Regions from separate parts of the Mus musculus genome. Here region 2 is linked to region 1. A link is a contact called in public HiChIP or PLAC-seq data. All regions are on one chromosome and are shown on one strand. Each heading gives the region's core, a stretch centred on a gene start, on an enhancer-like site or on the middle of the called end of the contact. The rest is flanking DNA. Distances are from core to core; before and after follow the strand shown.

Region 1 (6,203 bases), core at 977-3,476:
CACATGTGTGGCTGAGCTCTGCTCAGCTGAGAAACCAATTCTCCCGTCTCCTAATCTTGGGTCACAGCTTGTGTCTTCCATTTCATAATCTCTGATTAATTTTTAAACGTGAGTACAAACCTGACACATTGAACAACATCTGAAGTAGTATGGCAGTCAGCTCTAAACTCCCCAGTGGGTGCACTGGGTCCTTCCTACACACCCAAATGTTTTGGATTCAGAGTGAAAGACACACACATGCAGCCTTATTTGTAATATGCCCTAAGCAGCTCAACAGCTGGGCCACTCCCTAACTCCTGCGTTGCTAACGCCTCCCCTCCCATATTCCTGAGTATAATTCATATTACTTACTGAAAGTTATGTTTCACCTCTGCTACCCCAGACCCAGCTGGAGGAGTGAGCCCTGAGCCTGCTCTTCCCTGATTCTCACCTGGCTGTCCTCTGTCTTCTGCAGCTCCCATGCTTGCATCCTGTTCCTTTCCTGGCATGGTGGTTCTCCCCTCCCTCCAGTTCCTTACCCAGGAACCTCAGAGTCCTGCCTCAGTCTCCCTGCACAGCCATTGGCCACCAGCAACTTTATTTATCAATTAGAACCAGCTGGAGGCAGGGACTGTCCATGCAGACAAGGGAATGCTCTTGTAATTTGGGAACCCAATTAACATAATATAAGCGGTAAACCATATCCACAGCATGTCCCCTGAGGGTCTAGATCCTAGGGACACACTGCTGTCGTACCTCCCCTATGCCTTACCCTTTCATTCTGAAGTCAGGATCATTTCATTCTTTAGGAGATGGTGTGTGTGTGTGTGTGTGTGTGTGTGTGTGTGTGTGTGTGTTTGTGTGTGTGTGTGGTGTGTGTTTGAGAGAGAGACAGAGAAAGAGACAGAGACAGACAGACAGAGAGAGATGGGGAGAGAGAGAGAGAGACAGACAGACAACTGTTTAGACTGTCTCTGAACTTGATATCCTCCTATCCCAGCCTCTTGAGATTGCAGGTGTACATTCCCACACAGTGAGGGCATAGCTACTTTTATAACTTTATAGCCATAAGAGTTAAAGGGCAGCTGTTTCTTCTTGGCATGCTGTTTCTGAATAGTCTTCATTGACTCAGTGCCCCCCTGTTTCAGCCATGCTTGGCCATCAACTCAGAAAAGCAGTAAGAAAGGTGCAGAGAGCGTAAGTACTAAGTGCCCAGTATTGGCTTTGAGCTCTCTGAAGTGATTCTTCAAGGAAGCTCCCAGGAGCGGCAACAGGAATACCTCATGAAGCTTGTGAGAAACTCTGACCCTGACCCTCAGTTTCTTCCCTGAACCAGAGGCCCTTAAAGTGGCACCGATACTCCCAGAGCCTTCTAGGTAATTCTCCATGCTACTGTTGGAACATTTTTCTAGAAAAATTTAGGTTTTCAGACAGTTGGGTTTTATTTCTCATTTTAATGTGATGACATTGTTTTTGAAATAATCATTGGACTGCTGTGGTTAGGAGGGATTTCCCCTCCCCCCTTTATCTCCCCGTGTCTGTCTCTATAGTCTCTCCCTCCCACCCTGTCTCTCTCTATCTCTCTCTTTCCTGTAGTCCAGGCTGGCCTCAAACTCATTATGTAGTCTAGGATGCCTTTTAACATATGATCCTCCTGCCTCCATGTCTCAAGAACTCAGATTACAGGCTTGTTCCGTCAAGCCTAGCTGGACATTACACATGTTTAAAATATGCATTTTAGTTATGTGTATATGTGTATCCTAGTTAGGATTCTTATTGCTGCGGTAAAGCACAATGTCCAAAAGCAAATTGACTTCCACATCACTGTTCATCATCAAAGGAAGTCCGGACAGGAACTCGAACAGCGCAAGAACTTGGGGCAGGAGCTTATACAGAGGACGCGGAAGGGTGTTGCTTACTGGCTTGCTTCTCATGGCTTGCTCAATCCGCTTTCTTATAGACCCCAGGACTCCCAGCCAGGAGATGGCACCACCCACAATGCACTGCCTCTCCCTACCCTCATCAGTCACTGAGAAAAGCCTTACAGTTGGATCTTAGGGAGGCATTTTCAAAATTGAGGTTCCCTCCCTTCAGATGACTCTGGCTTGTGTAAGTTGATATAAGGGAGCCAGCACAGTGTATGTCTTTGTGTTTGTGTTTCTGTACATGAGTCCAGTGTCTGCGGTGCAGGAAAAAGATGGCGACTCCCCTAGAGTTAGGATTACAGACTGTTGTGAGCTGCCCAGTGTGCAGAGAATTGAGTGTGGATCCTGCAGAAGAGCATCACGTGCTCTTACACGCTGAGTCATCTCTCCAGCCCTGGATGTTATAGTTTTTTTTTTTAAAGAAATATTTTCCAGCCTATTCTTTTGCTTGCCAGAAGTTTTCACATTGTTTTCTGTGTTTCAAAAGCTTCTTTCTACAGTGAACATTTAGGCTTAGCTTGTATTGCCATGGAGTTATGAGTACCTGTTAGTTCAGGGATGTACTGTGATGTACAGACATGAGCTAAAATGGAGAGATGGTCACTGATAAAACCCTTGTTTCTTTTCTTCTTCCGAGCTGGTTTATTTTCTATTAAACCTCCCAGATGCTGTTTTGTTACTTTAGAATAGGAAATCTATATTATCTTTTTAAAAATCCCTCTTAAACAAGTGGGGTTTTCCCAAAAATTTCTCTAGCCAGAGGGAACTCTTCATTAAACAGAGCACTTTCTGGAAGGAGAGCGTATGAGCTTATGTCAGGAATTAAGTGATGGAGAAGGGGAAAATGTCGCCTGGCCTTAGGTGCAGAAACTGACCCAGAAGCCTTGGCCAAGTGGCGAGAGTTGACAGAGAGCCAATCGTGGTGCTTCTGACCCGTGCCTTGGCAGGAACCTCTCTGCTACCTTTAGACTTCAGAGCATCTCTAACTGGTTGGATCTTTGTCAAGAGCTTGGTCCGAGGTGGTTTCTTTTCTTTTCTTTTTATTTCTTTTCTCTTGATTTAATATAAAGCACTCACAAATTCTTTCAAGAACAACACACAGCTTTGTTTAGCTCCCTCAAGCCCTTTCACCTCTGTCAAGTTGCACCAGGAAATTTAAGGTCTAGCCAGAGGCCCCCAAAGAGTTAAAAAAAAAAAAAACCAAAACCCTCAACCATCCTGCAGAGTAGGAGAAATTGATGTCAAAAACAGATGTGCTGCTGTGGGCCTTGCTGAATTCATAAGTCAGGATAAAGCCAGTATGTATGCATGCATCTTAAAAAAAAAAATCTTGGCCAGAATTATAGAGAAATGGAAGGTCTCCTCTGCGATTCCTCTTCAGGCCTTGCTGGCCAGGAGCCCTGGTGAAGGGCTCCCGGGAGACAGGTGGCCCTGACAACTCCTAACCATTAAGTCAGAACGCCCTCTAATCCCTTGTTTTCCTTGTTGGTGTTCTGCAGGGCCGAGCTCCCTGCACAGAGCCTGCCCGTTTTCATTGGCTTTGGGGATTGTTATTGGAGTGGCTGACAGCTGTCTGCCAGGCTGTCTGAAACTGCCTTCCTGTGCTCTCCACACTGCTCCACTTCACAGCGCTATTGTTCCTGTCCAGCCTTTTCTTAAAATCTTTCCCAGCTGTATCCTGATATGGCAAACCACCTAAATTAGCTCCAGATTGTTCTGTTTATTTTATGTTAGATAAGTGATAGACTATAGTCCCAGCAGCGGGCCAAATGGAGGGTGGAAATGGGGGCAGGGTGTTGGAGGGGGTCAGAAGACGCTCGATTTTTTACTGCACAGGGAGAGTTCCAGACAAAACTCTGAAATGGCGCATGCGTGACAGAGCCACTAGTCCTGCCATTCATACGTGACCCAGAGTGGTTGGCAAGCATAAACTTTGGATCTGAACAGCAGAAAAGAGAAATCAGAACCCCAACACAAAGCCTTACTAGACAGAAGCAAAAATATCTATCCTGGGGAAAACACATAGGATCTGTCAGGTTGGTTTCTATGCCAGCTACCACACTTGACTTTCCTGTCAACAGAGACCCCTCTCACTTGCCAGTGAAAGGCTCTGTGGGTTCAAACCTGTCCCCAGTCCTTTAATCTCCCTGTATGCTCGGCATTTGAAAACATTTGCTTCCTGTGCCTGAATTTAAAGCTAGAAACCCACAGCAATTGACTCGCCATCATAACTGCTTTCCATACAGCTGCAAGTGAAAATTCACAATAGATTTGGCCTCTTCTGCTCCTCTTGGCCATCTGTGCAACTGCTTAACTGTGGCCTCTCCCCTGTGGGGCCAACTTCTAGCAGGGCCTCTCCACAGAGACCTTCCAAATGCTTAACAAAAAAGTGTTTTTTAACTATAACTAGATTCTCTCCCAGGATGAAGACTTCATATCTGTAGGGTTAAACCCAGATATAATATAACTAGATTCTCTCCTAGGATGAAGACTTTATGATCTGTTGGGCAAACCCAGATACAATATAAGAAATGAACGTCCAAAGCTTGACTCAGCTGAAGCAACGCTAGCAGCCACTGAGTGCTTGTCTCTGGTAACTCAAGACTCCCTAGTGAAGATAGCCATGACTCACTTCAGAGCTGGGCCACTCCTCCCCATGCTGAGCCAAAGTCCTTGAAACCCTTTCTGCCATGTGCAAAGACAGGGAGGAGAGCAGGGTCAGGAGTAATAAAAAAAAAAAAATGCCCCTAGGAACTGCCTCTCACTTTCCTTTTAGGAAAATAATCTCACTGTATAATTTTTTTAAATGACAAAACCAACTGGAGAAAAATAATTACCTTGTCAAGGTCTCTTGGCCCCAGTGGATATGCCTTTGGTCTCTATGAAGGTCCAGTATGGAGCTGCCTGGCCTGCATGTTACCCCAGCTCTCAGCGCTGGATCTTTCTATGTAGCCTTGTTGGCTTTTGATTGTGTACAGCCATGCATTTGTCCCTGGGCCAGGCTTCTCCTAGTTGTGTTCATGGAAAGGAGACTGAACCTGTCTCCCCTTGCCACAACACTAACAGCCTAGGAGGCCTTTAATCAGGGCCTAGCAAACCAATTTTTTTTCTTTAATTCTTACCTTATACCATGCACCTCATTACACTTTTGTTTTCATTCATTCCTAGACTTTAAAAACAGAGGCAAACAGCTCATGTGCCCTTGGCCTGTTCTCATTCAAACCATGGTACAGCTATCTCCAGCTAGCTAAGATGGAGTAAACAAGTCAAGGCTTCCTCACTGTGGCAGATAAAAATGAGAAGCAGAAAGCAGACTGTCTGAGACTTCATAGGGCAAATGGTAAATGAGTGGACTCTGGGTTTTATTAATTCTTGTGACGGGGTAAGCTCTGTGTGTTTGTTTTCTCTCCTCTGTCTTTCAGGTCTGACACATGAAACATGAAGTAGGCACTGATAGTATTCTTTTGAAGAAATCCCTACTTCTAATAGTGAGTGAAGAAATCAATAATCTGAAAAACATGAGGAACTCACCTCACATTTCTCTTCTCCAGTATTCTCTGCTCTGTGTTCTATGCCCTGTGCTCTGTGTTCTGTGTTCTCTGTTCTGTGCTCTGCACTCTGTGTTCTGTGCTGTGTACTGTGTGCTCTGTTTGCTCTGTGTTCTGTGCTCTGTGTTCTGTGTTCTGTGCTGTGTGCTCTGTGTTCTGTGCTTTGTGCTCTGTGCTCTGTGTTCTGTGTTCTGTGCTGTGTGCTCTGTGTTCTGTGCTGTGTGCTCTGTTTGCTCTGTGTTGTGTGCTCTGTGTTCTGTGTTCTGTGCTCTGTGTTCTGTGCTGTGTGCTCTGTGTTCTGTGCTGTGTGCTCTGTGTTCTGTGCTGTGTGTTCTGTGTTCTGTGCTCTGTGTTCTGTGCTGTGTGCTCTGTGCTCTTTGCTCTGTGCTCTGTGTTCTGTGCTGTGTGCTCTGTGGTCTGTGTGCTCTGTTTGCTCTGTGTTCTGTGCTCTGTGTTCTGTGCTGTGTGCTCTGTGTTCTGTGCTGTGTGCTTGTGTTCTGTGCTCTGTGTTCTGTGCTGTGTGCTCTGTGTTCTGTGTTCTATTTGCTCTGTGCTCTGTTCTGTGCTGTTTGCTCCGTGCTTTGTGTTCTGTGCTGTGTGCTCTGTGCCCTTTGCTCTGTGCTCTGTGTTCTGTGCTGTGTGCTCTGTGCTCTGTGTGCTCTGTTTGCTCTGTGTTCTGTGCTCTGTGTTCTGTGCTGTGTGTTCTGTGCTGTGTGTTTGTGTTCTGTGCTGTGTGCTCTGTGTTCTGTGC
Region 2 (6,075 bases), core at 3,424-5,923, 140 kb after region 1:
AAGTCTCCTCTATCTTCCCATGGAACATTTTGCTCATTTCTTTTGACCACTATCTTGTAGCAGAACACCCAGAAATTCCTACTTTAAAGGGGCCAACATTGTGTCAGAAGGCAGATAAAAGTGGATCATTCCTGGGATTGGCACTTACTGGAGCCTCTGAAGTCTCTAGAGAGTGGACATTTGGTGAACTCGGCATCTTGCCAGAGCATATTTAAGAGTGCTTCCTGCTTGACATATTCTCTAATTAAGTGACCATGTATACTGTGCTTCTTCACAACTGCACCATTAGAGTTGGATCAAAGCACGTGAGGTCTTCTCTTGAGGAAGTCAAGCACCACATTTTTGGTATAGTTTGGAGGTCGTGGGTCTGAGCAGTTTACCCACTACAGACTATGTACCCCTGTGAGCTTAAGGGTAGGAATCAGAAACTCCTTCCAAGTGGATGGTGGTCCTTTTTCCTCATATAGGATACCTCCAGCTAGGCAAGTGATTGGGTAACTACAACTTCTAGAATAAAGTCTTGGAATCAAAGCATAATAATTGTCCTCATTAGAGTTACTAGTACTCTGGGTCCCTGTTCATCACTGAAGGAAGTTAAGATAGGAACTCAAACAGGGCAAGAACCTGGAGACAGGAGCTGATGCAGAGGCCATGATGAGGTGCTGCTTACTGGCTTGCTCCTCCTCACAACTTCCTCAGCCTGCTTTCTTTTAGAACTCAGGGCCTCCAGCCCAGGAATGCCCTCACCTATACAACCGACTGGGCCTTCCCACATCAATCACAAAGAAAATGTCTTACAGCTGGATCCTATGGAGGCATTTTCTCAATAATGGTTCCCTCCTTTCATATAGCTCTAGCTTTTGTCATGTTGAGATAAAACCAGCCAGCACAATAATTTTATAAGCACAGAATAGAAAAGGAATTGAGGATTGACTTCTTCAGTGGCAAAACCATTTTTTAGTCTTCCCTAGGTAGTTGGCCACAGTCACAGACCAAGCATTCCCAGTAAGAGTTGCTTCCCCGTTGCAGCCATTAAGCAACGTTTGCTGAGTACCTCTGATGCACCACACATTCGGATAGCAGCAGTGGAAAGGTAGATCTGGTACCTATGGGATTACATCATAGCAAAGTAGGCATGATTATAGAGTAAAAGGTACAGTGAGTATGTAAAATTATACATAAGTATACGAAAGTATATCATGAACAAGATGATTACAGGTTGGGCTGTGTTACCCAAGAAATAAGCAGGATGCTGTACTATAGAGAAATATGCAGGGCCACTTTACATGGGGAGTTAAGCAGAGTTCCCACAGACATCACTCTTGGCCTCAGAGACGAGAATGAGCCAATGAGCCAAGGGAAAGAAGTCCAGTCAAAGGGAGCCACTGATGGGAAAGGGTTTGGCATTATATGAATATATTAGTAGAAGATTATTATGTTAGATAATTATATTATAATATAGAATAATATATTAATAGAATATTAATAATATTTTTAAACACACAGAATAGATCATGCTAGTATCTATAACAGGAAGGAATGGGAGAAGAAGCTGGTAAAGTGTATGGAATTGGGATTCTAGAGACAGGAATACTGGAGAGTTTGGTAAAGGTTCTAAGTCAATCTTGGAATGGAATATTTTCCTGGTATGTGTGACTGGAACAATCTTATAATTCTCCCCATGCAACTGAGGGAAATTGTCAGATTGGTCTCTTATAAACTGTACAGACTTCAGTAGCCTGGTCAGGATGTTCAGGGATGTTTATGCGAAATGGACCATGCCCACCAGTCCATTTGCCAGACTCTGTGCAGACATGGGTAAAATGATGTGTGTGAAGACCCTGGTCTACACAAGAACTGCGTTAAGAGCAGAGTTATCCTTTTTATCTCTGGTTTTGCCTATGTCCTGTAATGATCCACCCTCCCTCCCCTTCTTTTTTTCCTGCACTGGGAATTGAACCCGGGGCCTCTTTGGTGCTAAGCACATGATCTATCACTAGGTTGCATCCCTAACCCTGTGATATCCTTTAAAAGAGATTTCAACCAATGAGAAAGGAGGCCACAAATTTGAAAGAGAGCAAGGCACAGAGGGTTTATGGGAGGGCTTATAGAGAGTAAAGGGGTGGAGGAAACAGTGTAATTGTAACCTCAAAAGTAAAAAGACAATCCAGACAAACAATCGGCCAACAGGACATTCCATACTGGGTGAAGCACAGGAAATCATGCCATATGTTCTTGGCGAAAGCTGAAAGGGAGATGCACGTGGGACTGTCCCACACTGAGTACTGAGTACCCGGCCTAGCAGTGGTGGCCCACAAAGGATCCCTCATCTCAGCAAACCTCGTTCAATACTGTCTACTTAGACATTTTCCTATACCATCCCTGGTCCCAACTTCAAACGGACCTGTCCTGTGACCTGTGTTCTCAGGTTACTTAGAAAAGAGGCAATGTATTATGTCCCCACCAAGCCCATCTATCCACCTGGAGTTTTCTGTACTCCCTAATCACAGTAGGTCGCTAGCTGTTCTTCTACCCCCAGTGGTGTCTGGTGCTGCCATAGTATCAACACAACAGCCATCCATTCTCAGTGTGCATCCCTCTCATACAGGTCAATGGTGACAAGGGCCATTTCTAGTCCAGGTCTCCCAGGGCTGGTGGTGTTTGGAAACATGGTCTCATGTATCCCAGGACAGCCTGGAACTCACTATGAAGCTGAGGAGAACATGGAACTTCTGGCTATCTTGTCACACTATCTTCAAGTACAGGGATTATAGATGTGAATCACTGTCCTTTGTTTATGCAGTACCGGGGATTAATGACACTCAGGGCTTCATGCATGCAAGGCAAGCATTCTACCAACTGGGCCCAGATCTCACGGGTTTAATTGCTGCTCTGGCATGGCCCTTCCCATAAATCTAATATTTTGAGCTGTTTTCTTCTTCCTTCCTTCTTAATAGGAAGCCCGTAGCTTGGATGACCAGGGAAGTCCTGGTTTCCCTGGTTGGCCAGGTGTAACTACTAATGACAACCCTTTGGCTTTAACATGTGCTAATTGAGAACACAGGTTTTAGGGTAAGCCCACCTGGGGCTGAATGTGTCTCCACCAAGCTAGGAAGCAGGTATAGCACACGAAAAAAAGAAAAGGTTCCAAGCTGTCAGGGCAAAGGAACCTTTATACAGTGGCATGCTCCTGCACCAAACCTGAGCAGTACTCACTGACATCTCAGACAGCAGGGACTAGGCAAGTTGTCAAGAGACAGTCAGAGGGGCGTTTGAAAGCGGGAGATTTGCAGGGATTCGAGGTGGGAAGGCAGAGGGAGATGTCAGAAGGCTGTGCAACCCCAGAGGATGTGGCAGGGAGTATTTCATGGCATGGGGTTTGTCTTGCATTCCTGAGAGGCTAGGCTGCGTTCTTTATTGGTGCACTGCTTCTGCCAAGGTCTATTGTGACTCACTCCCTCCAGGCAGCCTGCCTAGATTGGACCTCCCTACCTAGACCGAGAAGGCAGACCAGGGCTTACTGCTTTCTGTTTCTCCCTGTCATTGATAAATTGCTCATCTCTTGATGGATGAGGTTTTCACCTGCTAAGATTTCTGGTCAGCTGTTCCTGAGGGCAATAGTTCAAATTACCTAGTTGTCCTGTCTTCCAAAGAACTGAAAATCAGCCCTTTCTCTTTGTAGCTATAAAAAGTTACTTCAACAAAATGTATATTTTCCAGCATGTTATAAGTAGACATGTTTAAAGCTCCTCACATCCTTTTACTGATCTTCTTACATCATTAAAAATGTACTCAAGTAGCCATTCTATATCTGCTATTACCCACTTTATACTGCACCAACAAGCTACTCTCCAGTACTAGGCAACTTTACACATGTTGAATGTAGAACCCATCCCCTTTCCCCACAGGAATATTTATTACGTCTGGTGTAATAAATCCAAGCGCCGGAACACCTTTTTTATTTCTAAATCACTTTGTCATTCTTTGTCACAAAAGTATGTAAACAGATTGTAATTTCTTGTGACTGTTAAGCTCAATGATAGAAATCGTTCAGACAGAGTTGCCAGCACAAGTGGTCTCACCAACTCTTATCATCACACAGAAGGGAGTCAAGGTGGGTGAGACCGATCTGCAGTGAAGAGCACTGCGGCTACCCTTGCAGAACCCAGGTTCAGTTCTCAGCACCCACATGGCAGCTCACATCCATAACTCCAGCCAGGGATTTGACACCCTTTTCTGGCCTTCAGGGTCATGAGCATGCAGATGTATACACGTACACACATGCAGACAAACGGTCATATGCATACTAATGAAAATAAACAGATTTTTTTGTTATATATTAAACATAATGGTGAAAATTTCTCAGGGATACGCCTCTTGGAAAGATGTGTCTGCTTCAGCCATTAAGAACGTACGGTTAGCCGGGCGTGGTGGCGCACGCCTTTAATCCCAGCACTCGGGAGGCAGAGGCAGGTGGATCTCTTGAGTTCGAGGCCAGCCTGGTCTACAAAGTGAGTTCCAGGACAGCCAGGGCTATACAGAGAAACCCTGTCTCGAAAAACCAAAAAAAAAAAAAAGAACGTACGGTTAGTCACTTTCTACGACTGACCACATCCTGTCCATCCCTCTTATTTTTAATCTTGGCAATACTCAACAATATGTATTAAGCAAGCAGAAATTGAATTTCCTAAGAAGTCCTATTACACATTTTAAAAAAACAAAACATACCCAGGGGTCTATTACTGTAATCAGCTTGTCTGGGAAGAATTAAGGCAGTCGAAAATGACATCTGTAGCTCTCTCTTTGGCTCTCTGAGCCAGTAGACTTCACAAATCCCCTCAAGGCTCTACTGGGAGAAGAGACGTCTAAAGTGCACTGGGGTGTCTGAAAGAGGAACTTGTCTGCTAGAGGGTGAACTTGTGTGTCAGAGGAGAAAATTTACATCTCAACTTGGAAGTTAGACAGTGATGGTCAGGGCCGCTCAGTGGCCAGTCAGACTGCTTAACTATCTGTCTATTTTATCTTCTATTTAAACCTCACCCTCATGTTAGGACCCTGAAGATAGACTCGGAGGTGATGTGGGGGTGACACTGGGTCTCTTTGCCTCTCAGTGTGCCACATTGAATAAATCACTCTTTTCTGCTCTCCACTATTCTGTTGGTTCTTTTAGTTGGTTTATTGAGGACAGGTGGCTGCACCTGGCTTGTTGGGGAATGGGCAATTATATAACGTTACAAGCCCGGTAACATTTTCAAAAACAGAAACCCAGTAAGTCCTTTTCTCATCTTGGACGCCAAAGCTTGGGAATTATAAGTGCAGGCTCTAATTAGACTTGGAAGGTTCACTTCCCCACCTTTAATGTTGCGTACTTTCTCAAGGCCAATGCCAGTATTTTGAATTGTTCCTTTGTTTGACCTCAGGAGGTCTTTCCGCCCTGGGGCAGCACACCAGAATAAAAGGCAAGTCCTGTGCATTTCTTAGTAACCAGCGCTTGTGAGATACTGAGAATGAGCTCTGAATGAGCTCTGAGCCCCCTGAACCACAGTGCACACTCTATCAAGAAGGTTATGAGATCCTGAGGTGCAAGGGAAGGCAGTTCCCCTAGCAGTCAGCCTTACTGTATAAAATAAAAATGATACCCTCCAGTTTTCTTACCTCTCTAACCCCAGGAGTAAAGCATGATGCTTTAATGACTTTCAAAAACAAGCTGCTTTTAAAAGTATAATCGAATTGTGTTTTTAAGATTGCATTTCTCTGAGCATTCGGTGAGTATCCCTTGTGTGTGTACTCCTCTGGGATTAGTTGTGTCCTCAAGTCTTACCTATATTTCTATTGGTCTGCAGCTCCCTTTCTATAAGAACTGGGGGGAGGGGAGGCAAAATTAATTTTCTGCCTTAATGTGAGTTTTCCAGTTTATTATTTGCCTTTTGAATTTACTAATGATAATTTCTTCATGAAAAAATATTTGGGGACAGATTAATTTTCTCATGATTTTTTTAAGCACGTGTGTGTGTGTTCTTTGACTTTAAAATTTTTTGTCTTTAATATGTTTAGTATTAATTTTATCCCAAAGTG

The links. HiChIP or PLAC-seq counts read pairs in DNA pulled down with a chosen protein or histone mark.
Region 2: a CTCF HiChIP or PLAC-seq map of the NIH/3T3 cell line shows a contact between it and region 1, with 8 read pairs. The contact joins two enhancer-like sites. A contact is called at or near these places in 1 of 15 datasets of contacts at CTCF or cohesin (the NIH/3T3 cell line), 3 of 484 Hi-C or Micro-C datasets (bone marrow-derived macrophages, brown adipocytes and reprogramming fibroblasts) and 1 of 115 datasets of contacts at active chromatin or transcription factors (embryonic stem cells).

What each region holds. Positions count from the first base shown.
Region 1 is chr13:93,835,810-93,842,012 of GRCm38.p6, forward strand. The region is part of intron 4 of Arsb (arylsulfatase B); the gene reads left to right. Among named protein-coding and RNA genes, the nearest start is that of Mir5624, 48 kb to the left of the region's middle. Within about 2 kb of position 2,227, at least 117 of the 459 cell types and tissues checked have an H3K27ac peak or open chromatin away from gene starts, as enhancers often do. A contact at or near this core is called in the NIH/3T3 cell line, where this site is marked.
Region 2 is chr13:93,972,453-93,978,527 of GRCm38.p6, forward strand. No RefSeq gene overlaps it. Among named protein-coding and RNA genes, the nearest start is that of Lhfpl2, 82 kb to the right of the region's middle. Within about 2 kb of position 4,674, at least 50 of the 459 cell types and tissues checked have an H3K27ac peak or open chromatin away from gene starts, as enhancers often do. A contact at or near this core is called in the NIH/3T3 cell line, where this site is marked.